2 separate regions of the Arachis hypogaea genome follow, and region 2 is linked to region 1. Evidence: chromatin contacts called from public Hi-C data. All regions are on one chromosome and are shown on one strand. The core of a region is the stretch at or near the end of the contact, and the rest is flanking DNA. Distances in the headings are between cores, read along the strand shown.

What was found. Hi-C and Micro-C count contacts between places; a contact is called where the count stands out from the background.
Region 2: a contact with region 1 is called in a Hi-C map of leaf, with 4 times the contacts expected there. The contact joins the enhancer-like site here to the promoter of LOC112769106 in region 1. A contact is called at or near these places in 3 of 8 Hi-C or Micro-C datasets (all in leaf).

What each region holds. Positions count from the first base shown.
Region 1 is chr18:23,576,351-23,582,248 of arahy.Tifrunner.gnm2.J5K5, reverse strand. LOC112769106 (probable phosphoribosylformylglycinamidine synthase, chloroplastic/mitochondrial) reads left to right here and starts at 2,768. Exons shown (of 5, transcript XM_025813519.3): 1 at 2,768-3,035; 2 at 3,374-3,505; 3 at 3,594-3,656; 4 at 3,999-5,898. The coding sequence starts at 3,615.
Region 2 is chr18:23,643,041-23,648,938 of arahy.Tifrunner.gnm2.J5K5, reverse strand. No RefSeq gene overlaps it. Among protein-coding and RNA genes, the nearest start is that of LOC112770833, 9.9 kb to the right of the region's middle. Within about 2 kb of position 3,673, at least 1 of the 3 cell types and tissues checked has open chromatin away from gene starts, as enhancers often do.

The DNA of each region.
Region 1 (5,898 bases), core at 1,519-4,018:
TTAATATTATATATATACATATAAAATAGTAATATATAATTTTATATATATTAATATTCTTCTTTAAAATTTTATAATTATTTTTTATATGATTTTGATGTAGGACATAAATAAAAAATTCATAATTAATAGATACACAATATATAAAATTAATATTTTTTAATATATATAAGTTATAATTTATTAATATAGAATTATAGATTATGTTCCTGTTATTTAAGCCAGCTCGGGAGCTTGAGTCGGCTCATGAGCTTTCGGTGAACCAAGTTTGAGCTTAAGAAATAGGCTCGATTGTTAATGAGTTGAGTCATGAGCCGAACTTAACTTTCGTGAGTCGAGTTTGAATTTGGTCTAACTCGACTCAACTCGACTCAGCTCAACTCACTTCCAGCCCTAATAATGAGTAGGATAAGATTTAAGCTCAACTTTAACTCTATCTACTAATTGAAAATATCTCTAAAGTTTAGAATTCCACGTCCCAAACTCTATTGACACCCTAAAGACCAACATTCGATCTTATTCCACCTTATCCACACAAAAAATATTAAAAAAAGAATTTAATCATACAATCTTTAATAAACATACTAATAATATAAAAACTACCAGATTAAGTTCATATTAAAATTAAAACAATAAAATCATCACGTTAAAATTACAAACGACACAAACATCAATTTGTAATCAGGTTCATGTTAAAATTAATAACACAAACAATATTAAAATGATCAGTTTAGTGGTTTAGAAAAATTATACAAAACAAAAAAAAGTGTGTTTGATTTCACAATTCACAGTAAATATATCATTTTTTTTTATAAAATATACTAATATATTAGAAGTATGGGTAGCTTAGGTAAGATTAAACTTAAACTCACACTCTATTTAAATTTGTGACAACAAATTAGATTATCAATACTATTTAAACGAATTATATGAAATTGAATATCCGCAAATAAAATTAGTATTACCAATCCTTAAAAAAAGAAAAATTTGAAGTGAGAGTAAAGAAATCATTTATTTTAATTGTTTTTTTTTTTTTCTTATGATTGCACTTTGTCACTCATTTTTTGTATTTTGTTTGAGTGTGCTTGTTTGGCCAGTCTAATATTTATTGACTAAGATTGGCTTATTAGATAATTGTATCATAACATAGTTGCATTTAAGGTTCTATTCCCTTAGACCGTAAAATAAATAAAAATAATAATAAAAAACAATATATTATCTATTATGATATCATAATTTTCTCTTCCAAATATTCATTTTAATTGTTCTATAAGCATTATTATACGGATTTTTTATTTTTATAAATTAAATAAATATAATAATTATCAAAATAAATACCTCTCTTTTATCTTGTTTATACTGTAAACGAGATAATTTTGCATGTATCTTATTTATAATGTAAACAAAATAAGACAGATGTATACAATACGTGTTTATCTCGCATGCAAAATTATCTTGTTTACAGTATAAACGAGATAAGAGAGATATTTATTTTGATAAATATTTTTTAAATTATTTATTTTAATAATTATTACATTTATTTAATTTTTAAAAATAAAAAATCCATTATTATACAAGTCAATGGTCAATGAGCGTGATATTATCCATCAACTCTAAATAAAAAGTATTATTATTATTATTATAACCATTTTCATCTTTTTTTTTCATTGTACATGATATAAAAATAATATATATATATATATATATATATATATATATTTCATTTTAATATATCTATATTATAATTACTATAGCGACTTTAGTATTTTAAAAATAATATTAAAAAGGTATTATTAAAATAAAAAATATAATTATTTTAATTTTTAAAATACTTGCATAATCATTATAACTATTATAAACATATGTATACTAAAATTCACTTTATATATATAAAGATAAAGATAATAAATACAAAATAATTTTATAAAAGTATTTCTGTTACAAAAATACGTGTTAAACAGATAAATATAAGAATTTAAATTTATTGTGACTAATTCATTCGTTGATTAATTTTTTATATTGATTATTTCAGTTTAAAATTAAAAAAAAAAAGCAATTTTAATTAGGATTGGAATGAGTTTATAGTCATATTTTATAGTCATTAGTTCCTAAATTGACTCGATTATATATATTATTAAAAATAAAGATTAAATTCATATAAGATAAGATATACGTATTAATTTAATATATATATAAAATATAATTTTACATATATATTAATATTTTTAATTATTTAAAATTTTATAGTCATATTTTATATATAATTTTATTTAATATATTATTTATCTATCAATTTTAAATTTTTTTTATTTATGTTTTACATTAAAATTATATATAAAATATGACTATAAAATTTTAAATAATTAAAAATATTAATAAATATGAAAAATTATTTATTAAATTATAAATATGTATATTTTATCTTATATAAATTTAATTTATATTTTTAATATTATATATATAATCGAGCCAATTTATAAACTAATGAAATGAGCTTATCTAATCTTAAATTTGGTTCATTTAATTTATAAATTTAATTTCAGATTTAAACTCAAATTTAGTTCACTATTTCATAAATTTAGCTTAACTATTAACGACCAATTTTAAAGTGGTGCATAAATGGGCTCGACTCACTCGTGCTAATCATACGGCTGCTGGTAATAACGTAGTTAAAGTTGAAGGATGAAAAGGTGGATAGAGAAAGAATAACCGAATAAGTGAATAATGAAAAAGTAGTAATATGCTCAATTGGTCTCATCCGTTTATTAAATGCTCTTTTGTTTATTATTATTTATTTATATTATAAATTATAAATATTTAATTTTCACAGTTGAATAATTCGAAGAGACCTGAGAAAATCACTTAGCAGGGTTTTGGTGTCTCACTCAAAACACTAACACACGCCGCACCCTCTCTGCTACCTTCCTCCACTCACCACTCGCCGTCGCCGACGAAGGCACCAGGTCCACCCTCCGTCGCTAATAGCTCACACCACAGCCTCAAAGCAAACAGCAATTCCAGCAAGTGCACACCAGGTTCTTTTTCTTTTAATCTGAATTTATTTTTATTGTTATTGTTTTTTGCCATTGGTGATTGCTAATTTATTGATTTGGTGATTGGAGTTGTTGAAATATCGATTGCTTGCTTATTGAATGATGGCACCAGTGAATGTAACACAATGCGGAGCAAATATTTATTGGCCGTGTTTTGAATTGAACTATTATATGAACGTTGTTGAATATAATGCAAGTATGTGTTGTTGCTGCTGTATGGTTTATTTGTACCTTTTGTTTTTCGAAAAAAAAAAAACTAACTGTAAATATGTGGTGGTGTTCTTGCTGCTGTATAACGGTTGTTGATATGGTGTTTTCAGGCTTCAGACCAGGGCAGTTACGTGTTGTGGTCTCTCTGCTGCAGCCGCGGGCGGTAGCTCTCTCCCTCTTTGCCAGCCGCTGGCACGTCACTTCATTGACTAGTCAGCTTCTCACTCTATAGCTGCTATATTGTAAATATCTGATCTTGAGGAATGAAAATATAATCATGATCACTTCTTGTGGTTTTCTTATTTTCTTTTTTCAATTTCCTGTTCACAGCTTTCTAACTTGATCAAGGACATGGTGGGTGTTAAGGATATTGGGGTGTCTGAATTCCTTCAGGTTTGATTTTACTGCCGCTTTTTGGTTAAGCATCATCATATAACAATGCTCTTTTGTTTTCTGCATTTTGTTTGCTGTAGTAACATAGAAGCTACATAATCAGTTTTAGCTTATTTGAGAAACTTTGATAACATCATGTTGCGATATATTTTAACATGATTTTTAGTTTCAAACTGAAGATTTCCATTTCCATTGGATCAAACAATAGATCAAACATGAGCTTGTTTTAATTTTCAGTTTGAATATTGTCTCTGATTGACCAATTAATTACGCTTATTTAATTTGGCATATGTGATGCTATTGGTGTTAATGTGGTTTGTGTCTTGGTGGTTTTGGTTTCAGGGTACCTGTAGGCAATCTTTGTTTTTGGTGAAGAAGTCTCAGAATCAAAGGAGTCATTTGCTTTGGGGTACACTTGGGAATAGGAGGCGGGCTCAAGGTTCAACTTGGAGAGCTTCTTCTTTAAGGTGCCAAGCACAGGAAAACCCTAGAGCTGTGGTTTCAGGGGCTGTGACAAGTTCAGTAGAGGAGCAACCTAGCTTGGTTGAGAAGCCTGCCTCTGAAGTCTTTCATTTGTATCGTGTCCCATTTATTCAAGAAAATGCAGCTGCTGAACTTCTCAGGGATGCTCAAACAAAAATCTCTAATCAGATTGTGGATCTGCAGACAGAGCAATGTTATAATATTGGCCTTGTTTCACAACTTTCAAGCATGAAGCTTTCAGTCCTTAAATGGCTTCTCCAAGAAACTTTTGAGCCTGAGAATCTGGGCACTGATAGCTTTCTCGACAAAAGGGGGAAGGAGGGCTTGACTGTTATAATAGAGGTTGGCCCGAGGTTGTCGTTTACGACAGCATGGTCTTCAAATGCAGTGGCCATTTGCCAAGCATGTGGTTTGACTGAAGTTACCCGTTTGGAACGATCAAGGAGGTACTTGTTGTACACTACAAGTGAATTGCAGGATCACCAAATCAGTGAATTCGCATCTATGGTACATGACAGGATGACTGAATGTGTTTATACTCAGAAGTTAACATCCTTCGAGACCAATGTTGTTCCAGAGGAGATTCGTTATATTCCTGTTATGGAGAAGGGTAGAAAGGCACTAGAAGAGATTAATCAAAAGATGGGTTTAGCCTTTGATGAGCAGGATCTAGAATACTATACTAAACTTTTCAAAGAAGACATAAAGCGGAACCCAACAAATGTGGAGTTATTTGACATTGCACAGTCCAACAGCGAGCATAGCAGGCACTGGTTTTTCACTGGAAAGATTTTCATTGATGGACAGCTCATGAATAGGACTCTTATGCAAATTGTGAAAAGTACTTTACAGGCAAATCCAAATAATTCTGTTATTGGCTTCAAGGATAACTCTAGTGCTATCAGGGGTTTTCCAGTAAAGCAGCTACGACCTGTTGAACCTGGTTCATCATGCCCATTAAGCTTGATATCACGTGATTTAGATATCTTGTTTACAGCTGAAACACATAATTTCCCATGTGCAGTGGCACCTTATCCTGGTGCAGAAACAGGTGCAGGAGGTCGCATTAGAGATACACATGCAACAGGTAGGGGGTCTTTTGTCCAAGCAGCTACAGCTGGTTATTGTGTTGGGAATCTTAACACACCTGGGTTTTATGCTCCGTGGGAAGATCCATCTTTTACATATCCTTCAAATTTGGCATCACCTCTCCAGATCCTTATTGATGCTAGTAATGGTGCATCAGACTATGGGAACAAATTTGGGGAGCCCTTGATCCAGGGCTTCTGTAGAACTTTTGGAATGAGACTTCCTAGTGGAGATAGGCGGGAATGGTTAAAGCCGATCATGTTTAGTGCAGGAATTGGGCAGATTGACCACCATCATATATCAAAGGGAGATCCTGAAATTGGAATGTTGGTTGTGAAGATTGGAGGTCCTGCTTATCGTATTGGAATGGGAGGTGGGGCAGCCTCAAGTATGGTCAGTGGGCAAAATGATGCAGAGCTTGATTTCAATGCTGTACAACGTGGGGATGCTGAGATGTCACAGAAGCTATATCGTCTTGTCCGTGCCTGTATTGAGATGGGGGATAAAAATCCAATTATCAGCATTCACGATCAAGGAGCTGGTGGTAACTGCAATGTTGTAAAGGAAATTATATATCCAAAGGGTGCTGAGATAGATGTTCGAGCCATTGTGGTCGGTGATCATACAATGTCTGTTCTGGAAATCTGGGGTGCAGAGTATCAGGAGCAAG
Region 2 (5,898 bases), core at 2,424-4,923, 66 kb before region 1:
AATTCTGCAGCATTCAACAATTTTGCTCTTCTACATTACTTGCATATGCGGCTACTTGCACGCGACGTGGCCAACCTTTTCGGGCTGGGCATCTCGCGTATGCGAGCAAGGAGCTTGCGTACGCGAGAAACGAAAAATGTACGCCCACGCGTACGCGTGGCCTCTGTTTCAGCAAACAAGGATTTTGTGATTTAAAGCTTAATTTCGAACTTCTAAACCTCTATTTTTACTCCCTAGTGTCCTAAACTTAAATTTAATTATAGAAAGGGAGTTGAACATTGAGAGGATAATAACTTGTGAGTGAAGAAAGATTGTAAAGAGGTGATGTAAGTTGAAAAGTTAACGGGGATGTTGGTTTGTAAATAAATGTGATTGTGGCCCCGGATATTAGGCAGTGGCGATGTCCACTTGCTCCGGATATGAGATAGGGAAGAAGAGTATGAAGAAATAAATTTAATTATGGAGTAATAAATGAATATATGTTTGAGATACATGGGCAGTAGCAAGGATTGTGGTTCGTCCCGCTTGCTCCAGGTCAATGCTTGAGATATCTGGGTAGTAGCAAGGATGGTGGTTTGTCCCACTTGCTCCAGTTCCGTGATTGTGATGCCTGGGCAGTAGCAAGGGTTGTGGTTCGTTTCACTTGCTCCGGGTTGAGCTTTTAAACACCCGCTTGGGTAGTAGCCGCAGTAGTGGTTATTCCACTAGCTTTGGGTTAAGCGGGTAGTAGCAAGGGAGTTGTAGCTCAAACCCACTTGCTTTGCAATGGCTATTTCTGTCTATGGTTAGCTACCAAGACGTGTCGAGTTGGCTATATAACTGATAGATGATATCATCAGCCGTAGGGTAGGCATGCATCATGTGCACTTGTATGTTTTGTTTGCGTGCGCATTGTCTTGGCTTGCTTAATTATTTATTCATGTTAATTGCTAATTGCCTACTTGTTATATATGCTTTCTGTATGTGCTTGTCTTGTCTGTTTTGCTTGTCTGTGCATTGGAATTTCAGGAGGTTTGGAAGGAGATGGGAGATCAAGGGGGTAAGTTATGAATGAGTTAGAACTTTAAGATCTTTACATGACCTACCTTACTTGTGGTTTAAAATTTACTGTTTTAAGAGTTATAATTTGAGTGTCAGAGTTCTAGGATTGCCTCTGGCTTTCCCGGGACCTTATTTATTATATATGTGGGTACCCTAACCATGCTGAGAACCCCCGGTTCTCATCCCATACAATATTGTTATTTTTTCAGATGCAGATTGAGAAGCACTACTCTGTATTCTAGAGACTCTGACGAAGCGAAGAACTCTTGGGACTCAGGGGCGTATTTTGTTTATATTTATATATGTATATAGAATCTCCACCTCGTATTTTATGTTTGTTCCTCTTACAGGTTAACTCGAATAAACAGGTTGTCGTTTTTCTGCTTTGGTTCATTTTGGGATTCTCATGTATATATGTATATATGTTTGGATAAGTTTTAAAATTTATAGATTTTAAAATTCAAATTTGGAAGAAAGAGAAACTAACAAAATACTAAACTTTTAAAAATTGAAATTAAATTAAAGATAAGATAACAAAATTTTGAAAATTAAAGAAAAAGAAAAATACAGATTTAAAGATAGAAAAGATAAACAAGAAAATTAAATTAAATAAAAAGATTACTAACCGGACACCAAACTTAAAATCTGAAACCAAGATAGTAAAAAATTTCGAATATATACATATTGAAATTTAAAAAGAAAAGAAAAACACTAGACGGACACCAAACTTAAAAATTTTGAAATCAAATAACACAAATTTCGAAAAATAAAGAGAAAAACACTAAAAGACACCAAACTTAAAAATGTTGAAATCAAATAAGAGAAAACACCTAAAAGAATTCGAACATAAAGAAAGAAAGAAAAGGTAAAACAAGATAGAAATCAAAAGTTCAAGAAAAGATTTTATTTTAAAAGATTTTATTTTAAAAGTCTAATTTTAAATAATTGATTTTTATCAAAGGTTTCTTTTAAAAAATCGGTTCTTTAGTCCAGAAAATCGGTTTTTGTCGAAAACGTATTTATTTTTTATACTCGATTGAAAATTGGTTATGTAATTTTATAACCGGTTTTTTAATTATTTAATAAATTAAATATTTAACAATTTGATTTGATAATTGAATAATAGTTGAATTGTTTAACTGTTTCATTGTTTGGTGATGGTATAATTTATTTATTTGGTGTAATTAGATAGGTTTTTTTTGTAGAAAGTAGAATTTAAATGCTTCGTGTATATCTTTCCTGTTGGGTGCAACTAAGTATGTATATCTACAGTGTGAGGCGGTAACAAAATATGCCTATGCATGACAGGATCATTCCTTATTTAGAGAGGGCTAGATTGTACCATTTGGCCAGGCTAAACAGCCGCTAGTTCTGGTTGGACGAGCCTTTTGGAGAGTGCACGGTGACACTGCAAGATATGGCGTTTCAGCTTGGGTTGTCTGTCGATGGGAAGGCCGTTAGTGGTTGTCTGGCAGAGTTTGAAAAATTTATGGAGAATGGCCGACCAGCTTGGGAATGGTTTCAAGAGTTATTTGGTGAGTTGCCACCACCGAATAAGGTCAAGCAGATGACAGTCCACTTCACATGGTTCCATCAGAGATTTAGGGTGTTACCAACAGATGCGGCTGAGGATATTGTTCGCATATACGCACGTGCCTATATCATGATGTTGTTATCCACTTAATTATTTGGGGACAAGAGTGCGAACCGGGTTCATATACAGTGGTTGCCCTTTGTGGCGAATCTTGATGACATGGGGAGTTATAGCTGGGGGTCCGCCGCTTTGGCATAGTTGTATCGATGCATGTGTCAGGTGGCGAATAGAAATGTTACCAACTTGGCAGGTCCTCTCCACTTGCTACAGAGTTGGATATTCTGGCGGTTTCCCTCATTGAGGCCCTCTGGGTTTGAGGATTTTTCGTTTCCGTTGGCATCCAGGTATTCTTTATTCGTTTGAAGCTTGAAAAATATGATATGTTGTGTTATTCCTTCATTTTATAAACGATTACTATCGTTCAGGTGGACCGCATACTTACCACCAAATGATGGCAAGGAGCAAAGGGTTATAAACTATCGCCTTGCATTAGATCGATTGACCACTCGGGATGTAAGTATCATGTTTGTGGTTGGTTTCATTAGTTGGAGTTCATCATTATGATTATATATATACATTCTGTTATAACGTTCGAGGATGTTAAATTTTCAGATTGTATGGGAGCCTTACTCTACCCTCAACGTACTAGCTGTGGTCCATCCTGAGATACTTGCGGAGGAGCATTGTTAGTTATGGCAAGCGGTTACTAGTTTGATATATTTTGCCATCATTGAGTGGCATTAAGTTGATAGGGTGGTCCCACAACTTGGCGGGGTGTAGCATGTTCCCGAGGGGGCTTTGAACATAGACTGACTACATGCTAAGGACGAGACGGGCGGAGATAGGTGGTTCCCCTATTACTATTAGGTCTAGCATTTACACTGGTAGAATAGACTTGTTTCAGTCCTTATTATTGACAGAGTGGCTGATCCAGGCCCCTTCGTTGAGTTCTTAGATTGGTGGCACCGCAAGGTGCACAGGGTCCTTTCCCCAGGAGCCACATTTGCAGATCCCAGGCACGTAGAGATACCGACGGAGGCCTTTCAGAGAGGATCGTCACAGGCACCACGGAGATCACAGTTATCGGACAACAAGCTTGTCGAGAGACGCCGTCGTATTGGTACCCGGGACACAGGTCGGGAGTGGTGATGGTTAGATGATATGATGTAGGAGGATGATGCAGGTGGGGACGACGGAGGTATTAGCGAGCACTGTGTTCGGCGGGCCAGTGTTAGATGTAGGGGGGCTGGGGGTGGTACCCAAATTGGTGGTGGAATTAGCGGGTACACGGCGACTGGGGCTGGGGGCGGGACATTCACAACTGAATGCAGCTCTCATGCATTCCATGACATTGCACAGATGTATGCTGATCTTGGTACGACAACGATGACCATGGACATAGACGATCAGATGGGTAGTTCACAGTTCTACGCAGAGTTCACGACTATCATGCGGGAGGATGACGATCAGTCCCAGATCCAGGTTGATGCACTTGATTACCATTTGCAGATGCCAGATATCCAGCTCGATGCCCCAGCTTACCACCCATAGATGCCAGATATCCAGATCCAGGCACCAGAGTATCAGATACCGAACTATCAGAGACAGTCTATGGTGGACTTGAACGAGCCCGCAAGTAGCCCATTGGACACTTGGTTCACCATGGGAGGGACGCCCCAGTCTGCATTTGGAGCGGACCGTTCGGCTAACGTTGTTGCACAGCAGCCCCACTGACCTACTAGAGTGAGGCGTCCTCCTCGATGTGGCACATGTTCTCATCTGCTTGTCGCATTCGGGGACAATGACCCGGATGATGGTCACAAGTAGGTAGTTGTCTTTGTGATTGTTTTAGTAGTTGCATTCCACGTATCTTATTTATTTATTTCCAGCACCGTATGATTTCATGTTTATTTCGAGAGTTATGTTCCAAACTTAGTAGGTACAATTGTGTGACCCTATCTTTTTTTAAGTATCTATGGTTGGTTTTATAAATGTGTTGATGACTGTATGACTATATATTTTCACAAGTATCTGTTGCATGCTTCTTCAATTGTTTTTAGTTTTGAAGAAATACAAATACATCAATACAAGATTACAAAGTTCTAATGCATTACACAAAACAAATAAACCGTTACATGAAAATAGCGTACTAATGCGAGCTCATAACATTTAGGATAGCACAACTAATAACCAAGATGAACAATAACTACTACATAACATAATACAACGTGAATAAAACATCTAATCTTAGGACCCGACCGTGGAACCTCGCTGAGAGCAACTCTTACGAGTGTGGCCGGGTTGCCTGCATAGGCCACATCGCTTTGGTCTACTAGAGTCAGCTTCATCCATGTTGTTGCAGATACGGGTGGATCGTGGTCGCCCTTCTCTAGCTCGTCGCATGTTAGGGTCAGGGATCACAGTCAGTCTGTCATATGGCAGCCAAAGCCCCTCTGAAATACAAGGTGCAAAGCCCATTTGATACACCTTGAATACCTCAGACATGCTGTAAACTTCATCAACATACGTGGCGCAATCTAGCCGCGACTGAGCACAGCATGCGATTGCATGGCAACAGGGGTAGTGCAGGGCCTGAAAGTGGCCACAGTCGCAGGTGCGATCTATAAGAGAAACTCGATAGGTACCCAATGAGAAGTTACCTGTAGGAGTAGTCTCTGTCACGATATACTCAAATTGATGCCTGTCGAACAGTGTCACTGTGAAGCACCTTGAATCCCTCAAGTTCCGCTCAATGACTTTCACAAGCGCCTGGCAAAACTGGTGCCCAGATCCTAGCTGTGCCTCTGTCGTTTGACCTCGAACAACAAACAACTCTGCAAGCCGTAGATATGTAGACTTCACCAACGTCACTGGTAGATTCCTGGTGCCCTTCAAAATAGAGTTGACACACTCAGATATGTTGGTCGTCATGTGACCATATCGTCTGCCACCATCCTTGTGCTGTGTCCACCTCTCATACTCCATCATGTTTACCCAATCACACAAAGCCGGATTCTCTGTCCTCATTATATCAAGCCAATAGTCAAACTCGGCCTCTGTCTTTGCATAAGTAGCATTTACCAGTAACCTCCTTGAATCTTGCCCCTTGAAGCTGAGCCCAAATTTTGTGGCATCATGCCAAATGCAAAATGCCCGATAAGCATGGGGAGGTCGCCAACCACTATCAAGTGCTTCTAGTGCCGCCTTGATGCCAATGTGCCTGTCAGATATCACCAGAATACCTGGTTGTGGAGTCACATGGC